Linked DNA regions of Sus scrofa: region 1 is linked to region 2. Evidence: chromatin contacts called from public Hi-C data. All regions are on one chromosome and are shown on one strand. Each heading gives the region's core, a stretch centred on a gene start, on an enhancer-like site or on the middle of the called end of the contact. The rest is flanking DNA. Distances are from core to core; before and after follow the strand shown. Region 1 has its middle 65 kb from the start of ICE1. Region 2 has its middle 13 kb from the start of PAPD7.

Region 1 (5,984 bases), core at 57-2,556, 920 kb before region 2:
TTTCTTATTTCATATTTTGAAAGAAACTCAAATTTAGCTCCTATCATCTTGGCAATCATTCAGAATAATATTTTTAATGTGTCTATTTGTTTAGGAATGAGGAAATGAGGTTTCTGGATATTGATGCAATTTTGAAATGCATAACTATTCTCAGTAGAAATATGGGCATTGAAAAAACTAAAGATAAATGCAATTTCAGAAACTGTAAGTTCACTTTCTTTTTTCTGTCTATCTTTAGCTGTACATCCCATTTTTAATGCACTTAAGAAAAAGGAGGCATTCCCGTCAGGGCTCAGTGGAGACAAATCTGACTAGGAAGCATGAGGATGCAGGTTCGATCCCTGGCCTCGCTCTGGGGGTTAAGGATCAGGTGTTGCCGTGAGCTGTGGTGTAGGTCACAGACGTGGCTCGGATCCCAGTGTAGGCCGGCAGCTCTGATTCAACCCCTAGCCTGGGAACCTCTATATGCTGCAGGTGTGGCCCTAAAAAGACAAAAAAAGAAAAAGAAAAGAAAAAGGAAATGCTTTTTATTGTGAATGGTGTGTTTTTATCCACAGGTTGAGCTTTGCATTACGTCCTTACCTGGCATTTCTTTCCACTCAAATTCCACAGTCTGACCAAGTGAGGAGAAAGGAGAGGGGGAAAGAAATCTTAAAATAAGAAAACCCTTGCTCCTGGTGTTCAAGTTGACTTTTTTTAATCCTGTTCAAGTGTGTTCAGTGGAAACTACATTGACTTTTTTCAGCTCTCTTGCGCCACTCCTCGCGGGAGGGGCCTGCAGCTGCCTGAGCGTCCCAGCAGGGGGCGCGCTGCACCTGGCTCGTGCACCCAGAACCGGGCACCCATCCAGAGGCCCTCCTACACCCAGCAGATAAACACAGGTTTAGGAGGGAAGAGAAACAAAGGGATAGCAAGGTATATTTCAGACGAACCCAATGCCTCTTCTTCCCAAACATGCTTCCCCTGAAACTTCCGTGGAGAGAAAGGCTGCAGTCGGCTGGTGGCGGCGGCAAGGCTTCCAGAAGGCTTGGAAGGGTCTCCAGCCTGGACGTTTTGAGAGCTGAGAAATCCCAGCCTTCCCCTTTCACCTGAGCGTGGTGCAACTCACCTGACTCACTGGGGCTGGGGGCACAGGGCTGCCTCTCAAAAGGAGGTTGCATCAGGATGTCAGCATTCTCTTGGGATTCTAATTGGCTCTTTGCACCCCCTGGGGCTCGCGTTTGTCTCAGTGTAGCAGGGATGTAACAAGCCACGGATGTTATAAATGGTATTTCTATGAGTCACCTCAGGAATTTTGAATTTTGCGGGGCTCAAAACTTTTTTCTACAGAAAATACAGACAATGCCCGAGCAGATAATGAGAATCTCAGCTCAGGAGCTGGAGACAGTTCCTTTGCCTTAGCAGAGGCCACGCTTGACTCAGCAATTCAGTAGGATCCTGGTGGTTTGTTATTTGACACCATTTATTTCCTTCACCACTAGAATGAAATTATTCTGATGGTTTGCTTTTACTCCTATTGTTTTCCCGTTGTTGTTTCTGGCGTTTTTGGGAGGTGGGGAAGTGGGAATTTGCTTTAAATGTTCATACACAGTTATCATCATGTTCTGTTAACCACTGAAGCAATTAATTTCATGCGATTAACTTTGTAGAATGTTTGCTTGCTCGTTTGTCAAGAAAGACTTTTTTTTTTTAAAGAGCCGAATCTGCACTCTCTGGAAGATGCTGGGCCAGGGGTCCAGAGCTGCAGCTGCAGGCCTACACCACAGCCACAGCAGTGCAAGATCCAAGCCGCATCTGTGAACTATGCCACAGCTTGCGGATCCTTAACCCACTGAACAAGGCCAGGGATCAAACCCGCATCCTCGTGGACACTATGTCAGGTTCTTAACCTGCTGAGCCACTGAGCCACAATGGGAACTCCAAACGTTTTGTTTGTTTGTTTTGTTTTTAGGGCCGAACCCGTGGCACATGGAGGTTCCGAGGCTAGGGGTCTAATTGGAGCTACAGCTGCCAGCCTACACCACAGGCACAGCAACACCAGATCTTTTACCCACTGAGGCCAGGGATCAAACTCGCATCCTCATGGATACTAGTCTTGTTCGTTACCGCTGTGCCACTGCGGGAACTCCCTTCCCCTCCTTCTTTATTGTTCCCGAGTTCCCGCATAAACTCCCACCACAAATCCCCGCCAGCACCTCCTCGCAGTCAGGCTGGCATCACCTTGAACTCAGCCCATCCCTTTCGGAGGCCTTCGTAAATCTCTCTTGCTTTACCGCCTTGGCCTCACACATTCCTCCCTCTGCAGACCTAACAAGGATAGGGCAGCAAGAACACTATCAGCTGTCACTGTCCCTGGCCTGGGTCACAGGGACCGTCTTCCAGAGACCCTCTGCAGCGACTTCACCGCGCCCCATCCAGGCCCCGTCCGAGGGCCCTGGTGGCACAGAGCTGGCGGCGGCAGAGGTTGGATGCCAACTAGGTCTCTGGCCTCAGCCTAGAACCTGCCTGGTTTTCACAGCCCAGGGCAGCCCCTCACCCACTGTGTGCATCCGCGTGTGATGTTTCTTCTTCTGCAGGAAGGAAAACAGCACGGTCTTAAGAGCTTCGTGTTTAGTTTACTTCCGCTTGATCAGATTTTACCCCAGACATTCCCTCAATGTTTCTGCTTGAGCTCAGATTGGATTATGCATTTCTCTTCTGAATGACTGAGCTGGTAGACTTAGTCAACCTTTACTCCCAAAAATCTCTAAGAGCAGTTAACACCAACCATTTCCAGTCATTATTTAAAAGTCAGGAGTTCCTGTCGGGGCTCAGTGGTTAACGAATCCAGCTAAGAACCATGAGGTTGCGGGTTCAGCCCCTGGCCTTGCTCAGGGGGTTAAGGATCCGGCGTTGCCATGAGCTGTGGTGTAGGTCACAGATGCAGCTCGGATCTGGCGTTGCTGTGGCTCTGGCGTAGGCCGGGGGCTACAGCTCCGATTAGATCCCTAGCCTGGGAACCTCCATATGCTGAGGGAGCGGCCCTGGAAAAGGCAGAAAGACAAAAAAAAAAAAAAAAAAAAAAAAAGTCTATTTCGGCCCAACGATTAATTTAAAATTAGAAATAATTCTTAAGCATCCTTCAATAATTAGGGCTTGTTTGAAATTTAAAACAGTAAAAAGGGCATTCCCACTGTTGCTCAGTGAGGAGGCAGGTTCAATCCCTGGCCTCACTCAGTGGGTTAAGGATCTGGCCTTGCTGGGGCTGTGGTGTAGGCCCTTAGCCTGGGAACTTCCATATGCTGCAGGTGCGGCCCTAAGAAGAAAAAAAACTTTCAAACAGTAAAAGTAAGTTTGTAGAAATGATACATTTACTTTTAAACTTAGTCATATTCACTTTCTTATCAACATTTACAGCTACCAAAATAAATACTAATTTATTATTTTATTTTATTTTATTTTATTTTGTCTTTTGTCTTTTTTTTAGGGCTGCACCTGCAGCCTCACAGATGAAGTTTCAAGGAGCATGAATTCATACTCATACTCACAAAATTATTAAACAGAGGCAAACCCACTCCATGAGTGAGCAGATCCAGAAAAAAAGCAGACTATGTTTGAAGTCAGTATTTGAGGTATGGAGTTTGTGTATGTTTTATTTACCAGGTTTGGAATAAGTAAGATAATTGTCTTTAATATGTTTAAAGAAATAAGAGGAGAATATGAAGTATGACAAAAGAATAAGAGATTAGGAGCATTTATCAGACAGAAGATTTGAAGAACAAAATAGAACATCTAAAAACAAAAGGCTACAGGAGTTCCCTTCATGGCTCTGTGGTTAAAGAAACTGACGAGGATCCGTAAGGATGCGAGTTCAATCCCTGGCCTCAAGCAGTGGGTTAAGGATCTGGTGTTGCCATGAGCTGTGGTGTAGGTCATAGACATGGCTCGGATCTGGAATTGCTGTGGCTGCGGCGTAGGTTGGCAGCTCCAGCTCTGATTCGAGCCCTAGGCTCAGAACTTCCATGTGCTGTGAGTGCGGCCCTGGAAAAAAAAAAAAAAAAAAAAAAAATAAGCTACAGAAACACACACACATACATTTCCAAGTATAAAAGCAAGGGACGGGACAAATGATGAGCTATGGGTATAGGATTGCTCTGATATAATTACCCAGAAAACAACTTCAGAGACACAAGATGAGAGAAAATAGAAGGTAAGAGACAGTGAAAATGCCTCTTTGGTTAGAATGCAGAAAATGAGGAGTTCCTGTCATGGCGCAGTGGTTAACGAATCCGACTAGGAACCATGAAGTTGCGGGTTCGATCCCTGGCCTTGCTCAGTGGGTTAAGGATCCGGCGTTGCCATGAACTGCGGTGCAGGTCACAGACAAGGCTCAGATCTCGTGTTGCTGTGGCTGTGGTGTAGGCCGGCAGCAACAGCTCCGATTAGATCCATAGCCTGGGAACCTCCATATGCTGCAGGAGTGGCCCCAGAAAAGATGAAAAGACAAAAAAAAAAAAAAAAAGAATGCAGAAAATGAGAAGAGACCGTTGCTGTCAGTAACCCAAACAAGATGCAGAAGCCACAGCATCACAGTCTTTCTAAACCAGTCGGAGAGCTGAGGATGCAGCTACAAAAGAAGGAGAGAATTGGTAAGTCAGCCAAAGACACCCTGGATTTTCAGCTGCCAAGGGCTGGGCATGTGCATGAGGCCTGAGGGTATCTCCCCAGACACTTCAGGTTTTGCACAGACAATAGCTGCAGGTGGACAGGAGCGCTAGGAGGAGTCCCTCCAAGGTGTTCTGGGCAGAGCAAGATCTTCACATGTGTCTAAAAGCCTGCGGCTGGGCTGGAGAGTAAAGAGGACTCTTCAACAATGTGCAAAGCTGTCGGTCAGGTTGTCAATCGGAGAGAGGGAGGTCTCATGGTGGTGCAGCAGTAACAAACCCAACAAGGATCCATGAGGACACTGGTTCAATCCCTGGCCTTGCTCAGTGGGTTAAGGATCTGGTGTTGCCATGAGCTGTGCTGTAGGTGGCAGACACGTCTCGGATCCCGCATTGCCGTGGCTGTGGCGTAGGTCGGCAGCTGCATCTCTGATTTGACCCCAGCCTGGGAACCTCCAGATGCCACGGGTGTGACCCTAAAAAGACAATTAATTAATTAATTACTCAGTGAGATCTATCATGTTGTGGAAAACTGATGGAAAACATGAATAGATTTGGGGAATCTTGCTAGAGTGAGCACTAAAGCACTGTAGGACAGAAGATCCTGAGCCCACCCTAAAATATGTGCAGCAAGTAGGGAACTGAAATAAACAAAATCAGCAAAAAGCTCAGACCCAGCTTAACTATAGAAAAACGTACTCAGGCACTCCAAACCAATGTCCAGACACAAAAAAAGAGAGCCCTTCTAAAGGGAAATACTAGTTACCTCAGTCTCTACTGTTTTGACATCTCATGATGAAGAAAGAAGACAGTTAATAGAACTAGACCCATGGGTGGCTCAGATGTTGGAATTATTTGACATGAGCTTTAGAGTAACTAGAAATATGCTAAATGGTCTATTAGAAAAGGTAAACAATATGGAAGAGATGGTGAATTTCAGCAGACACAAAGAAATGGCAAACAATGAATCAAGTGGAAATTCCAGAAATGAGAACTGCAATATCAGAAATAAATATTTCATCAGGTTTTATAACAGAATGACTCAGCAGAGCAGACACTGAGTAAACTTGAGGACAAGTGAATTCAGAAAAAAAAAGTCAATCCCCCCCAAAAAAACTGAGAATATATAAGAGTGTCTAAATATATGGGACAACATCAGATGGTCCAACACACCTGAAGGAGAAAGGAGAAGAGTAAATGCTTAAGAGATATTTGCTGAGAATGGTTTAAAATCGATGAAAGACATCAACCCACAAATCCAAAGAGCTCAGAAAACAGCAATGAGAAAAAATACAAAGGACACTCCCACACACACCATGTGTATGCATACAAATGTCAACC
Region 2 (5,900 bases), core at 1,186-3,685:
TGAGGCCGGTCTGGAGATTGAGGTCTGGTTGGGAGTATCTTGAATGTTGGCTTTTTATTCAATGGCCGGCTGTGTCTGGGACATCCTGCTGAGCTCTGCCAAAGGGTAGGCAGGCTGGCACTCTCCCAGTCCCCAGCCAGGGCAGCAGAAGTGGACAGCACCAAGGTCCCCTGACTCTGAGAGGGCTCTCATCCCATCCCCTGCACACGCAGTTTGTCACACCGAGATTTTCTACCCAGAACCTTTAGCACCTGCTTCCAAGCATCTGTCTTTTGCTCACGGGGGTAGGACCTTCCCCAGCATCGAGGTGGGTGTCTGACCCCCATCAGCAGGAACCCCAGTTCTCATTCTGACTTTCTGACGGGAGATGCAACAGACTGCATCCCTCCAGGGGGTCCTTGGGGTTCATCCCACACACATCACGTGGGAAGAAGGACTTGATTTGTTCAATATTTGTGTAATAAATGCGCCAGTGGATAAATTTATCTACAGAAGAGCCAAGAAAGACGGGGCCACAAAGACAAAGCAAAGCTTTGACACTTTAAAAGATTTTTTTTCTTGGAGTTCCCATGGTGGCTCGGTGGTAACAAATCTGACCAGTATCCATGAAGATGCAGGTTTGATCCCTGGCCTTGCTCAGCAAGTTAAGGATCTGGCATTGCCATGGGCTGCAGACACGGTTCAGAACCCAAGCTGCTGTGGCTGTGGTGTAGGCCAGCAACTACAGCTCTGATTCAACCCCTAGCCTGGGAACTTCCTATGCCGAGAGTGTGGCCTTAAAAAATATTTTTTTTCTTGTTTCCAGATTCTTTAGGTCAGAGCATTCACGAATCTTACATATGTTTATGCTAAAAAAGAAGCAAACTTGTCAATGGCTCTTTTTTAAAGGTAGCCAGTCTGAGGCGGTAAACCACCCTCCAGTTGTCGGCCCAGGGCCTGCAAACTCCTGCGCCAGCGTGGACCACAGGAGTGTCATCTACCAGCGGTGGAGCCAGTGGTGAGACGGGGTGCAGGCAAGGTGGCCGCCTTTGTCCAGAGGTGTCCGGGCCATGATGCTGGAGTTTTGTCGTTCTCAATCGTTCCCTGGCCTCTCTTTCGGAGGGCCCCCCACCCCATCCTCTCCGTCAGGCACGCCTTCGGGTTGTGATTTGCCAAGATTTCACTACCTCCTGGTAGAGTCTCGAGAGCTATGTGTGGCTCGGCTGTGTCTCCCTTTTCCCTCCTGGTGTGACTGAGAGGGGACTGCTGCTCTGGCCAGGGTCCCTGAAGGGGAAAAGCATGGTGTGGCATGGTGCCAGGGAGAGGTGCAGGTGCTGTGTACTGCGTTACTCCTGTAAGCCACTGAGATGGGGAGGGGGTTGTTACTGCTGCATATACGAGCAAAGTGACAATTTTTTTTTTTTTTGGCCTTTTTTTAGGGCTGCACCCACAGCATATGGAAGTTCCTAGGATAGGGGGTGATTTGGAGCTGCAGCTAGCTGCCAGCTTATGCCACAGTCACAGCAGATCTGAGCCGCATCTGTGACCTACACCACAGCTCATGGCAACGCCTGAGTGAGGCCAGGGATCAAACCCATATCCTCATGGATACTATGTTGGGTTCTTAACCCACTGAGCCATCACGGGAACTCCATTAAGCAGTTTATATTTTAAAAAGTTGGCCAACACAGCGTAGGCCAAAGAAAGCATGTGTGGGGCTAGTGTGTTCTTTCCAACAATGACGCCCAGCCCGCCCGCCCGCCCGCCCAGGAGGGCTAACGTGACCTCCGGGCTGCTGGTCCGTCTCTACCTTAGGGAACAGGCCTCCTTCAAAGTGTCTGTACAAGGACAGGCCAGCGCAGCAGGCAGACCCCCAACCCCAACCCCCCACCCCCTGGGCTGGAACCCCTCCTTCCAGCCTCTTTTTGTGGGAACCTTCATCTAACTGGCCTCCTCTTCAAATGCCAGATGTTTGAAAGGAAAATTTTTTTTTTTTTTTGTCTTTTTGCTTTTTTTCTAGAGCCACTCCCATAGCACATGGAGGTTCCCAGGCTAGGGGTCTAATCAGAGCTGCAGCCACCGGCCTACACCACAGCCACAGTAACACGGGATTCAAGCCGCGTCTGCAACCTACACCACAGCTCACGGCAACGCCGGATCCTTAACCCACTGAGCAAGGCCAGGGACCGAATCCGCAACCTCATGGTTCCTTGTTGGATTTGTTTCCACTGCACCACAACCAGAACTCCAAGAACTTTTTCTCAGCGAAAGCTGGTGGGTGAACTGGGGCCTGGCCCAGGCACCGCCTGCATCTGTCCTCCTGACCGCACAGAATTCACTAGAAACGTCTCTGCCAGTAAGGCTTCGTGTCCAGCTCTGTCTGCGCCTCTAAGAGGGGCCTGCCCCTCCCTGGTCTCCTGGCTGGGCCTGCGAGGCCTCGCTGTCATGAGTAAAGAACCCACAGGTCTGTAAATTCGCTATTTTTAGGCCTCGGTGGACTTAAGCCAGTTTCCTGAGTGTAGTAATGACCCAGATATTTTCTTGTGTGGGGCCCTGGGAAGTGACGACGCATGTCTAACATCTTCTCAGAAACCTGAACAGGCAGCTGGTTCACAAAGACGGACGACGAGCCGACCTTCCCTGCGTCTGCTCTGTCACCCGCACCCACTGGGTGAGCTCACCGCCCTGACCCCACGCCAGCAGGGAAGGGTCCCCTCCCAGAAGCGCCTTTCCAGACCAGCTTCTCTTCCAAACGTGGGACTTAGGCGTCCAGGATGTCAGGCTGGGCATCCCAAGCCTAATGTTTCTTAAAGGGGAAGCTGGGAGTTCCCTAGTGGCCTGGCACTTAAAGACCAGGTGTTGTGGCGTTCCCGCCGTGGCTCAGTGGGTTAAGGGGCCCACATTGCTGCAGCTGTGGTGTAGGTCGCAGCTCTGGCTCAGATTCAATCCTTGCCCCTGGAACTTCCATATGTCATGGGTGCAACCAAAAAAAAAAAAAAAAAAAAAAAGAAAAAGAAAAAGAAAAAGAGAAAGAAAAGAAAAGAAGGGTCTGTTGCTGTCACTGCTGTGGCATGGGTTTGATTCCTGGCCCTGGAACTTCCACAAGCTTCAGGCACGGCCCAAAAAACAAATAAGTTAAATAAAATAACACACCACAGGGGCTGCTTCCCGCGCGCCCCCACCGTCTCCATCCGGGAGAAGAAGGCTCTCAATTACGCAGGCCACCAACCCGGTGGACCCTCTGCTCTTCCTTCTGCCTCACCCCCCAGTGGATCCCTGAGATTCTGCCTTCAGACTCTAAGCTCACTGGTTCCCCTCCACCCCACCCTGGTTCCAGCGCCCATATCTGTTCCCATGGAACCGCCGTGGCCTCAGACAGGTTCCCCGCCCAGAGTCCTCCCTCTGCCCGGCGACGTTTCACAGAGCATGCGGCTGACCTGCAGGAGGTGAAAACTGGGTCTCGATTGCTCGGCTCAGGAGCCTGCCATTCTCCATCTCTCGCCCTGTCCTGCGACGAAGGACACAAGTGTCTGTGGGTCTGGAGGCTACACCTGTCTCTGTTGTTACATGTCACATAGAGAAGTTTGTTATTTGGGGGAGTTTCTTTTCCTTTTTCTTCTCTTTACAGCCACACCTGCAGCATATGGAAGTTCTTGGGCTGGGGGTCAAATCGGAGCTGCAGCTGAGTCTCGTGCTACAGCCACAGCAACACTGGATCTTTACCCCACTGAGCGAGGCCAGGGATCAAACCCGCATCCTCAGGGAGATAGCATCAGGTTCTTAAACACCGAGCCACAACAGGACGTCCCAGGTAGAGACGTTTTTGATTTGAAGGATGGTTTAGCACTGATTGGAAGCAGGAGCACTTCCAGCCTGCCCAGCCAAGTCCTGGTTGCACAGCAGCACAAAAGAGATACCCAGAGAGCTTGTCTGGAATGAAGATCAGTTAGAGACATAGAAAAAATTAATTAGTTCATCAGACCTGCAGAGCAGTATTCTCTTCCGTCTGCAGAGAGGTTGGAGCCTGGCCAAGAGCAGAAAGCAGGGAGCTGTGGCCTCAGTGGCATCTTCCCTCCAGTGAGGGGAGGACGTACGTAGGAAGCTAAAGATGCAAAGAAAATTTGAGCTACTTTAAGAACCTCCGAGCATCACATCACAAACGCATGGAGAACAGGTGCTCCGTGCCAGTCACTCTGGCAAATACGTCACATACGTTGATTCTTTCCTTTTTCTTGGCCACACCCTGAGCACGTGGAAATTCCCAGCCCAGGCATCAAATTTGCCTACCTCAGCCACAACCTGAGCCGCTGCAGGCGCAGCCCGAGATCCTTAACCCACTGGGCCACAAGGGAACTCCCTGTATTGATTCTTTTAATCATCACGCAACCCTATGAATGTTACAGCTCTTGTCCCCATTCTGTAGATGAGGAAACTGAGCCCGCCCAGCCTCAGAGTCAGGAAACGGCAGAGCAACGTGACCTGGCTCTGTGGCCCCCCTGTACTTAACCAAATAAACAGATCTGGGTCTGAGAGCAGGCTTTACACCCCAGTTAAAGTTCTACAGCAGAGGGGCATTTCAGCAAAGCCTGGGTTTATTTACCTAGAACTGCTTCCCTGTTGCAGAGCTGATGACCGCCTCGGGCTGTGGCGGACGGGTTTGGGCTGGGCTGCCCAGGACCTCGGGAAGGTCACAGAGCCCCGGGCGGCTTCAGCTGCAGGAAGCGTCTGAGACTCTGGTGTGTAACCTAAACACTCAGCAAGTGCTTCTTGTTGCAGCGGCTTCTCGAGGGAGAAAGGACGAAGTGTAGCCATAAGCGTGACACCGAAAAACCAGAATTTCCCGGTTTCACGTTCAGCGTGTCTGTTCATATCGCAAACTTAGCTCTCGATTTCTCCTAGACTGGGATGCAGAGGGCACAGTAAAACAGGTCGTGGAAACGTCTGCGGTGCTTCTAGGCCAGACCCCCGTCTCACTCGCGGAGGCCGTGGCTCCCGTGTTCTCCAGCCCTCTCGTCCTGCCCCAGGCTCCTCAGCCCAAACCTGGAAGCGCTCTGGTCCCGGCCTCTTCCCTTCCTCCACGTGGAAGCAATTATGGGGCCCGATGATTTTACCTCTGAAACATTTTGTGGCAGAGTCGGTGCTGTGTATTTGCCAGGCCTGCTTCCTTTCTGTTCTGGGCTTTTGGCTTGGCGGCACTTTCTAGACTCCCTTGGATGAGCTGGGACCACCAGCCGGAGATCTGGTCCCCAGGATGTGGGCTGAAGACATGCATGCCCCTGCCCGCCCACCAGGCCTGCCCCAGACCTCCTCCAGCAGGACGCTCCAAACTGCTTCCTCTCTCTCCAGGGACCCCTGCAGAGAATCAGCAGAGCCCACCAGCAGGGACCCTTGGGCCTCCTGAGCCTGCATCCCCGAGGGACCGCAGGGAGTCCCCGCCCTCCCCGCTCCCAGGCCCCATCAGGCCCACTCGGGGCTGGGGTGTGAATGAGACATGAAGTCACTCGTCCTGCCACAGCAACGACAGCCACTCACCTAATAGTTGATCTTCTAAATGTTCCTTGCCGAAGCTAACACGAGCTGGAGTTCTGGCCCCTGGGATGTGGGCCCTGTACTGATTGTCCGTTTCTCTCGACAGGCCACGTCCTCCTAATCTCTCTCCCTACCTTCACGCACCCTGGGCCTCTCAATCCCGTCTCCCAAGGCAGAGCAAGCCTCTGAAAACAACATAGACCCTGGCTCCTCCGCGTCCATCTTTTCACGGGACCGCCAGGAGCCTCCCTGGGGCTGCAGCGTGGAGCACGGCCCTCCCAGGCCTTGGTCTACAACGCCAGCCTCGGACTGTGTGTCTGCGGCTCTCCTGGGCTGGCCTTGGGGGGTGCCGCCCTGTCTCTCCCCGGGCCTGGAACATTCTGCCCGCCGCC

What was found. Hi-C and Micro-C count contacts between places; a contact is called where the count stands out from the background.
Region 1: a contact with region 2 is called in a Hi-C map of embryonic fibroblasts, with 2.9 times the contacts expected there. The contact joins two enhancer-like sites. A contact is called at or near these places in 6 of 47 Hi-C or Micro-C datasets (embryonic fibroblasts, epiblast stem cells, fetal liver and 3 more).

What each region holds. Positions count from the first base shown.
Region 1 is chr16:76,186,158-76,192,141 of Sscrofa11.1, reverse strand. No RefSeq gene overlaps it. Among named protein-coding and RNA genes, the nearest start is that of ICE1, 65 kb to the left of the region's middle. Within about 2 kb of position 1,306, at least 8 of the 83 cell types and tissues checked have an H3K27ac peak or open chromatin away from gene starts, as enhancers often do. A contact at or near this core is called in embryonic fibroblasts, where this site is marked.
Region 2 is chr16:75,270,101-75,276,000 of Sscrofa11.1, reverse strand. No RefSeq gene overlaps it. Among named protein-coding and RNA genes, the nearest start is that of PAPD7, 13 kb to the right of the region's middle. Within about 2 kb of position 2,435, at least 5 of the 83 cell types and tissues checked have an H3K27ac peak or open chromatin away from gene starts, as enhancers often do. A contact at or near this core is called in embryonic fibroblasts, where this site is marked.